Linked DNA regions of Mus musculus: region 2 is linked to region 1. Evidence: chromatin contacts called from public Hi-C data. All regions are on one chromosome and are shown on one strand. Each heading gives the region's core, a stretch centred on a gene start, on an enhancer-like site or on the middle of the called end of the contact. The rest is flanking DNA. Distances are from core to core; before and after follow the strand shown.

Evidence for each region. A called contact is a pair of places that touch in the nucleus more often than the background predicts.
Region 2: a Hi-C map of bone marrow-derived macrophages shows a contact between it and region 1, with 49 read pairs. The contact joins two enhancer-like sites. A contact is called at or near these places in 2 of 15 datasets of contacts at CTCF or cohesin (the NIH/3T3 cell line and pro-B cells), 196 of 484 Hi-C or Micro-C datasets (2-cell embryo, B cells, the BV-2 cell line and 124 more), 4 of 115 datasets of contacts at active chromatin or transcription factors (double positive thymocytes, embryonic stem cells, heart atrium and 1 more) and 4 of 9 other capture datasets (adipose tissue, liver, macrophages and 1 more).

Annotation. Positions count from the first base shown.
Region 1 is chr6:116,012,377-116,016,962 of GRCm38.p6, forward strand. No RefSeq gene overlaps it. Among named protein-coding and RNA genes, the nearest start is that of Plxnd1, 20 kb to the left of the region's middle. Within about 2 kb of position 1,270, at least 45 of the 459 cell types and tissues checked have an H3K27ac peak or open chromatin away from gene starts, as enhancers often do. A contact at or near this core is called in bone marrow-derived macrophages, where this site is marked.
Region 2 is chr6:116,048,275-116,052,934 of GRCm38.p6, forward strand. All of the region lies in intron 3 of Tmcc1 (transmembrane and coiled coil domains 1), which reads right to left. Among named protein-coding and RNA genes, the nearest start is that of Plxnd1, 56 kb to the left of the region's middle. Within about 2 kb of position 1,902, at least 4 of the 459 cell types and tissues checked have an H3K27ac peak or open chromatin away from gene starts, as enhancers often do. A contact at or near this core is called in bone marrow-derived macrophages, where this site is marked.

The DNA of each region.
Region 1 (4,586 bases), core at 20-2,519:
ATTGACTACTTGGTCTTTTGTGGGGTCAATGACAGAGGACACATTCTGGAGTGTTGGAGAGTGACATCGATCGGTACCTGACTACCAGGTCTTCTAATAAGAAGCCTCTTATCGGGTGCTGGAGTAAGTGGCTTGTGACATGGAATTTAGCCTTCCATGAGGGAGGCAGCTACTGTCACTCATGACTTGCTGTGCCTCTTAGCAGGCTCTGTCACTCCTGACTTACTCCCTCCTGAAATGTAAGAACATTCTAGATAAGCTGGATTATGTCAAATGAAACTGGGATTTTTGTTTGTGTTTTCACACATGGTCTTACTACACAACCCAAGCTGTCCTCAAACCTGCAGTCCTCCAGAGTTGGCCCCTTAGTGCTGAGGTTACAGGCATATGCCACTCTCCCTGAGTGGCTCTTCTCCTTCCTCCCTCCCTCTCTCTCTCTTTCTCCCTCCTCCCCCACCTCTCTCTCTCCTTCTTCCTCTCCCTCAGTCCTTCCTTCCATTCTTTTCCCCCTCTGTCTCTTTCTTTCCTTTCTCCTTTTTTTTCTTTGATTTCTTTCAGAACTGGGGATCTTGAGATGGGTGTGGTCGTGTATGCCTTTAATCCAAACACTTGAGATGCAGATGCCGGCTGATCTCTGAGTTTGAGGCTAGTGAAGCCAGCCTGGTCTACACAGCAAATTACAGGACTGCCAGGGCTACACAGAGAAATTCTAACTCTAAATAAATAAGATTCAAAAAAAAAAATTGAGGGGCTGGAGAGCTACTCGGCTGGACAGTTAAGAGACACGTACTGCTCTTACAGGGGACCTGAGCTTGGTTCCCAGCACTTGAGTGGCTCACAACCAATTCTAACTCCAGCTTCAGAGAAGGAATGCTCTGGCCTCCATATGGGCACCTACACTCATATACATACCCACCTCACCTCCATCTATTTATAATTAAAAATAAAAATAAGGTCTGGAGAGATGGTTTGTTGCTTAAGAGCATGTACTGTTGTTTCAGAGAACCTGAGGTCAGTTCCCAGCACTCAGGGGATTGTAAAACCTCTTCTGGCCTCCATGACCATTGCACACACAAGCACACAACTATAATCAGTGCCTCGTGCACAAACAGAAAGACACAAACACAATTAAAAATAAAATCAAATTTAAAAATCTTTTTATTTACTTTTTTTTTTTTTTTTTTTTTGCGTCATGCTGGCTGTGGAATTTGCTATGGAGAGTAGGGTAGACTCAAACTCATAGAGAGATCTGTCTCTGCTTCCAGAATGCTGGGTTTATGAAGATGTGCCTCTATGCCTGTCTTGAAAAAAAAAATTGAATTCTAAAGCCAGATGATGCAGAAGTGGACACCTGTGATCCCAGCACAGGGAGAGGGGAGGCTGGAAGCTCAGGAGTTCAAGGCCACCCTCACTACAGAGTGAGTCCGAAGCCAGCCTGAGAGAGCTAAGGTTTCATTGTCTTTAAAACTTGTGAAATTGTTTTCTTACAGTGACTGTTACTTCCTTGTTTGCAAGGCAAGGAGGAGGAAGTTGCAAAATTTCACCTCCTTTCCTTATGGTATTCACGGGGGTGGGGGGTGGGTGGGTGGGGTGGGCAGGGCCAAAGCCTGCAGGACGCATTTTGCAACCATATTGCCCATTTGGATGACATGAAAACCTGGCTACTGGTTCCTTTTGAAAGGCTGTAATTGCCTTTAAACATATGGCTGGGTCATCTCTCGACACTTTCAATGGCTTCTCTTGTGGCCAGGTAAATAAACCTGGAGCATGGCATTCAGTGTCTAGTTTTTAATTTTTATTTATCTTTTTCAATACTGGGGATGGCCTTGTGCATCCTGGTCCGCGTCAGCCACCGAGCTACCATTCCAGCTGGCCTTTATTGCTCCTTGCAGCTTGGTTCCCGCTTGCTCAAACTCTTCATCTTGGTCCCCTCAGCCTGTGGTTTGCTGACACAGTTCCTCTAATTTACACACCCTCCTAAGCCATTTTGGCCCATCTAAACCCCAGCTCCTCAGGCTGCTGTGTAGCTCAGTGCTCAAGTGCCGGCCTAGCATGTGTGGGGCCTGGGTCTTCAGCTTCTTACATCCACTCCTAAAGGGGACAAAAACCAGACCGAGGACCACAAAGCACAGCATCATCTCTTAGCCCCGCCGCTCTGCAGCCTCCGCTGAGAGCTACTGCTCTCTCTCACCTGGTGGGAAGACCCTCCCTTCTCCCTCCCACACAGAGCTTGGGCTCCTGTCCCGATGTCAGCGCCCTGCTGCAGGCCAGTCTTGCACAGATTGCTCTGTAGCTGTGGGATCAGACGACACCAACTGCTGATATTACACTGGTCCCTGGTTTCCAGAACTACACCCCCAGGCTGGAAGAGCTCAAAGGGTCCAAACCCATTCAGATTCTGCCTCAGACAACCTCAGACATGGTCCAGCACAACCCAGCATAGGACACTGTGTAGTCTCTTTCCTCACTGTCATGGGTCTTTCTCTGTTTAAAAAAAAATATGTGTATCTGTATACATATGTGTGTGCATGTGTATGTGTGTGTGTGTGTGCGTATGTGCACGTGCATTTGCTCATGTGTGTGCCAAAGTATACACGTGTAGGTTAGAGAACAACTTTTAGAAGTTGGGTTCTCTCTCCTCTACGGTGGGTGGTCAAGCTTGTGTGGGACGCACTGGCTGAGCCATCTCACCTGTGCCCTTTCTTTATACAGAGCCAGGGGTAGTAGCAGATGCCTATAATCTAGCACTCAAGGGGCAGTTTTCTGTGTGTGCTTATATTTGCTTATGCCTTGTGTGTATCTATATTTTTATGTTTACTCATATACTCTGTGTGTATCTGCACACTTGCCATTGTGCACATGTGGCAGTCACAGGACAACATGTGGGACTTAGTGCTTTACTCCCACCACGTGTTTTCTAGGAACTCAACTCACATCATCAGCCTTAGTGGCAGGTGCCTGCACCCATGAGACCTGAGATTATCATTTTTCACTCAGACTTTTGCCACAGCTCAGAGGCTCTGAGGTGCAGTTCTGAACTTGTCTTAGGGCACTCAGCAGGCACACAGTTGGGTCCTTCACAGACAGCTGGAGTGTCTAATCTAGGATGCACAGTGAAACCCTGTCTTGAAAGTTTGACACAAGAGAAGAAACATGGTCTCTTAAAAAGCCTCATGCCCGGCCTTAGAGAGGGCTTGGTAGGTAAGAGTACACACTGCTCTCACCAAGGACACCAGCTCTGCCCCAGCACCCACAACTGCCTGTCACTTCAATTCTCAGTGACCAGATGCCCTTTTCTGGCCTCTGTGACTTTTGGCTCTGAACTCACTTGCACATACCCCACACAGGCATCACTGAAAACCAACCTTTAAAATGTTTGGTACAGAAAGACTCATACACGTGTCAATCATGGAAATCCTTTACCAGTTTTCTTCAAACAAACGCTGGGAGCAGTGTAATGTGGAGCTTCTATACGTATTTGTATAAATAAAACATTTCTCAACACAAATGGGAATCAATATTTCCCCATATTTCACTTCATACAGATTGGATAGAAAGTTAAGCATTTTTTTTCTGGAATACTTATTTCATCTTTGTTTTTCTGTGAACCATTTATTCATAACCTTTGCCTCCTTTTCTACTGAGGAGTGTGTGCGTGCGCACGTACCACATGGCCATCTGCCCTATGTGTTGTTCCTCAGGTGCCATTCAACCTTTTTTGATGGCCTCTCACTGGCCTGGAGTTTGCCAACTATGTGAGACTGTCTGGCCAGCAAGCCCCAGGGAGCCTCCCATTTTTACTCCACAGTGCTGGGGTTACACATGTGCCACTACACTTGGCATTTTTAAAAAGTGTGTTTCAGGGAATCCAGGTTCTTTTTATGAGCATCTCTCAGCTTTTGAGTTAAATCTCTCTTCCAGTCATAGACCATATATGCTTGTCTCCTACCACTGATTTTACCATTCTATACTTTTGTTTTCTAAGTATTGGCTATGGATCCCCAGAGACTTGCTAGGCAAGTGTTCCAGCACTAAGCTACACCCTTCATTTGTTGTTGTTTGTTTTTCCTTCCACAAAGGATTATCATTATGTAGCTCAGGCTGCTTTTGAGTTATCATTTGAATGCTGAGATTACAGATGTGAGCCATCACACTTGGACAGCCATGTAACCCCACCTTCAATGTTTATACCATGGGGACTGGCACTTCCTCCATGTCAGCTGCTCTTGACTAAGCAATGAGTCCTTACAAGAGTGCCAGCTATTTATTTAGTTTGACCCACAGTTTAAAGACAAAATATTTGAATCCTTCAGGTAAGGCAGACCTCCCTAGCTGGCACCCCCTTATCTGCTGCCCCAATCTGTTTTCTGTATCATAGCTTCTCAGATATGTTTTCATACTCTGAAGTTTTGTTCTATTTTTGTTGTTGTTCAGAGACAAGACTCATGTATCCCATGTTGGCCTGGCTGTTTTTCTTCCTTCCCTCCCTCCCTCCCTCCCTCCCTCCCTCCCTCCCTCCCTCCCTCCCTCCCTCCTTCCTTCCTTCCTTCCTCCCTCTCTCTCTCTTTTTTTTTTTTTTTGTTTTT
Region 2 (4,660 bases), core at 652-3,151, 37 kb after region 1:
TAAAAGAAAATGTGAAAAGATTCATGAGGGACAGAGGGAAGTCAATTAAAGCATAGTACCTGACAAAGCATTTAACTGCTTTGCAAGTTTTCATTTGCAAATATATTAAAGATTGCTTTTTAAGTGGAAGCCAGCCTGGGCTACAAGGAAGACTTTGGAAATCCTAGGCAGGGCAGACAAGAGATAGACAGACACACATAACATCTAAGGGCAAAAGGCAGAGACAGGAAGACACAATAGCACACAGCAATATTCCAGAACATGGCGCAAAGAACAATGGTTTGAGTTCACTATGAACTTTCCAAATTCACCAGTTGTGACTCTGGGTTGCCCATGTGTCCTTTCAGAGCTTAAGTTTTTCACTCAGTTTATTTCCCTAAGACTGTTCTGAAAAGATGTTGAATATATTAAATTGGGGACTGGATATATACAGCAAGTATTAAGAGTACTACTTGGTCCAAGAGAGGTCCTGGGGCTTGAGCCCAACAAGAACATACACCAGGGGAGTGTTAGATTATGCCTAAGACATATAGCATGAAATAAAAATGACAGGTGATCACTGCTTTGGACTTAGCTCCTAGACTGGATCCCAACAGGACGAGGTTAAAAATGTCACACCTTTTGTTTCTCACCCTATTATGCAGACCTTGTTGGATTGGAACTCACAGATAACCACACGTCTCTGCCTAATAAGTGCTGTGCCTCTGTGATGGTTTGAATATGCTTGGCTCATGGGAAGTGACACTATTAGGAGGTGTGGCCTTGTTGTGGGAAGTGTGTCATATATATATTTTACGTTTCAAGATAATGTGCCTATATGTGTGGGTATGCACATTTTTGAGTGCAGCTGCCTGTGGCATCCAGAGGAGGGCATTCGATCCTCTGGAGCTAGAACTACAAGTGATTGTTGAGTTGCCTGATGTGGATGCGGGGAACCACATTCAGGTCCTCTGAAAAGACAGTTAAATGTTCTAAGTTTAATTTTTAAATTACATCTATTTATTATTTATTTTGTTTTTGTTTATGTGTTTGTTTTGAGACAAGGTTCCTCTGAGTAGCCCTGACTGTCCTGAAACTCACTCTGTAGACCAGGCTGTCCTCAAAGTCAGGGGTCGCCTGCTTCTGTCTCCTGAGTGCTGTGATTAAAGACCACTTACTTCTTTTGTTTGTTTGTTTTTTCGAGACAGGGTTTCTCTGTATAGCCCTGGCTGTCCTGGGCTCACTTTGTAGACCAGGCTGGCTTCGAACTCAGAAATCCGCCTGCCTCTGCCTACCGAGTGTTGGGATTAAAGGTGTGCGCCACCACGCCCGGCTGACCACCTACTTCTTATTCAAGTTCTGTCTGTCTGTCTGTCTCTGTCTCTGTCTCTGTCTCTGAGATTGTGGATATGTGTGTACCATGGGACATGTGTGGAGATCAGAGAACAGCTTGTGGGAGTTGATTCTTTTCTTTTATATGTGGGTTCTGAGGCTTGAAATCAAATTGGAAGGCTTAGCAGCAAACACCTTTACCTTCTGAGGCATCTTGTTAGCCCCTTCTCTGTCTTTAGAAGCTAGTCTTCCTGTGTTTGACTTACTGGAATGCGTATTCTACAGAATGAAATGCTTCATGATTCAAGAAAAGCCAACTGAGAGTAATACACCAAGTACTACATCTCTGCCTATGGCAAACAACAAGGGAACTTTTTCCTACCGCCTTACCTGGCCAGCAGGTCAGGTAAGGTCAGCTTCCCCCCCCCCCCCCCCCCCGCCTGCCCCCAATCCTGGACTCATATCATTATCTTCAATGCCAAGTTCTGGTGGAAATCTTATATTCTACACATTAAACAACACACATCATGTCCTTTGGAATGAAGAAAAAAAAAAAAAACCAAAACAGATGGAAATGGGGAAGTCTTTGTAATTCATCTGACATACACAGCTTTGTTAGGAGTGTGTCTCTTCTGAAAATAGCTCTTTTCCAGGGCAAGGTTTTATAGGGCAGATTGTGCCACTGCCTGTTGGAGCTGATGCTGAACACCTGCAGACCAAGTTTCACAGTTCTGCCAATACTTTATGTCAGAGATAGAGACAGCTTTGCTTTTGAATCAGAATTGGAGTATGGGCTTAATTTACATATTCATGAGGCAGTGGTGGTAGGGATTACGGTTGAATATTTGACTTTTAGAATATTGCCTCCAAAATCAAATCTGCATTTTTGCTTGTTTGTTTTTAAGACAAGATCTTACTTGATTTCAGGCTAGCATGGAAGTCACTATGTAGCTCGGCTTTTTTTCAGTATCTTCAGTGCTAACAAATACAGGTATTCAGGCTACTGTGCCTGGCTAAACTTGCAAATTATAATCCTCAGCGACTCATAATCTTGGCCTCAATTTAAGAACCACAAAGGAATATGTTCCATAGTTAGTAAGCAGTAAACTCAAGCTATGCTGGTTGGTCATGTGGGCTTGTGTTTTTCTGCCTGTGTGAGGCAGGACATCGAAGAGCATAAGTTCCTGTCTTAGGAGACAGGGTGCTTTGCTTTCAGTTTAGTATCAGCACTTTGAGGCTGGATTTGGCCATTAACTCTCTCACACTTCATGCCTATCAAAAACAAGGAAACCAGTAGTCTCCCAGCACTTGTATAGAAGACATAGCTTTTCAGGATCATGCTTTCCATCCATCTACACTTTCTCATAGCAGTAACAGCTTAAGTACACCTGGCCAGATTGCTCTCTCCTGTGCACCTCTGACTTTTGGCGTGAGCACTTCACTGTGAAGCGGATGGATGATTTGTACTTGTTCTGACAGTTGATCAATAGCTCCTATACTCCACCTGCATTAGGATTCAAAGCCAGAACAGCTAAACAATTACTCTCCCACTGAGCCACATTTCCTCCTATAATATTCTTAGCATGCAGGCATCAAGTTTCTAAACTGACCCTTGAACGACATTCACATGGGGTTGAACAGTTCACTTCTGTGTATCTTCAATATATGTTACTTTTTCTATTTGTTGTCGAAGAGGGATCGTTCTCTTTAAGTCTGCTACTCATCTATCTATCTCTTTCTTTCTTTTCTTTTCTTTTCTTTCTTTTTTTTTTGAGACAGAAACCTGTGTAGCCCTGGCTGTCCTGGGACTCACTTTGTAGACCAGGCTGTCCTCGAACTTAGAAATCTGCCTGCCTCTGCCTCCCAAGTGCTGGGATCAAAGGCGTGCGCCAGCACTTTCCAGTCCCACAGTTGCTTTTCTAGACAACAGAATAAAGTGATTACCCATCTCCAGCTGATGTCCATGCCTGCTTTAACAACTATCTTTACACTTCTGCAGTTGGTGTTTGTATCTGTTTTAACAACTTTCTCTATATCTGAACATGGTTATCTGTGGCTTTAAAGATCCTAGAAACATTAACTACTTTGATTATACCCCTTCTTTTGCAACATAATGGCTAGATTTGCTTATTTTTCCCTCAGACAGGAACATAAAGGACATAATCTCAGTTATTTGGTGCAGGAGCTCTAACCTGGGACCTTGCACATGCTAAGCCAGTGCTCTATCACTGATCTAGCTGTAGTCCTTTTTATAAATCTTCACTTGAGATCTCACCAAGTTGCACAACCATTTCTGAGATTTAAAATGAAGTTATCTGTACTTTCTAACAGGTGTAAGAAATCACCAACATTAAGGCACCAGAAGATTTTAGGGAAGGCATACTGATATCAATTAAAATGACAAGAAATTTTAATTATTCAAATGTCTGAAAAAGCAAGCTGAATGCTTGTCTTTTTGAAGGAATCTGAAATGAGAAGGTCCTATGATGCTCCTGTATTTCTACATTACGCACACATTAGTGTGTGGCTGCATGTGGGGGTGAAGGACCTGTACTGATTGACAGAGGGACACAGATACTATTCCCTCTCCTGACATATAGGGGTCTCTTAGAAAACAGTCACAGGAGGCTAGAGACATGGCTCAGTGGTTAAGAGCACTGACTGCACTTCCAGAGGTCCTGAGTTCAATCCCCAACAATGACATGGTTGCTCAACTATCTGTAATGGGATCTGATGCCCTCTTCTGGTGTGTCTGACAGCTACAGTGTATTCATATAAACAAAATAAATAAATCTAAAAAAAAGTTATACACACACAAACACAGAGAGAGAGAGAGAGAGAGAGAGAGAGAGAGAGAGAGAGAGAGAGAGAGAGAGAGAGAGTGCCAGCCAGCCACAGGCATTCCTCCTGCACTACAGTGTTGATACTTTTCATTCACTCTGTGCTAACCTTGTCTCTTTCTCTTCTTTCCTTCCTTTCCTGTTGCTCTTGAGCCAGAACTTCTACTTTCTGCCTAGGGTGCCCTTGGTGATCCTCTTATCTTTGCATCCCAGCGTTGATATTATAGTGAAATAACACACTTCTATGGCTCTTTTTTTTTTGTGTGATTTTTAGTTTTTGGAGTTGGGTAGGGTGGGCAGGGTCTCACTCTGTAACCCAGGTTGGCCTATAACTCACTGTAGCTATCTCCTCCAACTGAAACCCTCCTTGAGGAAGGAAGCTCTTTGTAACACTTGAGGAGCTAACAAAATTTAGAAGGGCCAAAAAGCTTGAAAAGTTATCAAATTTAGAACTTCTTCCCAAGATTATAGGTTATTGAAGCAGTAATAATCACTGGGGGGAGGGGGCG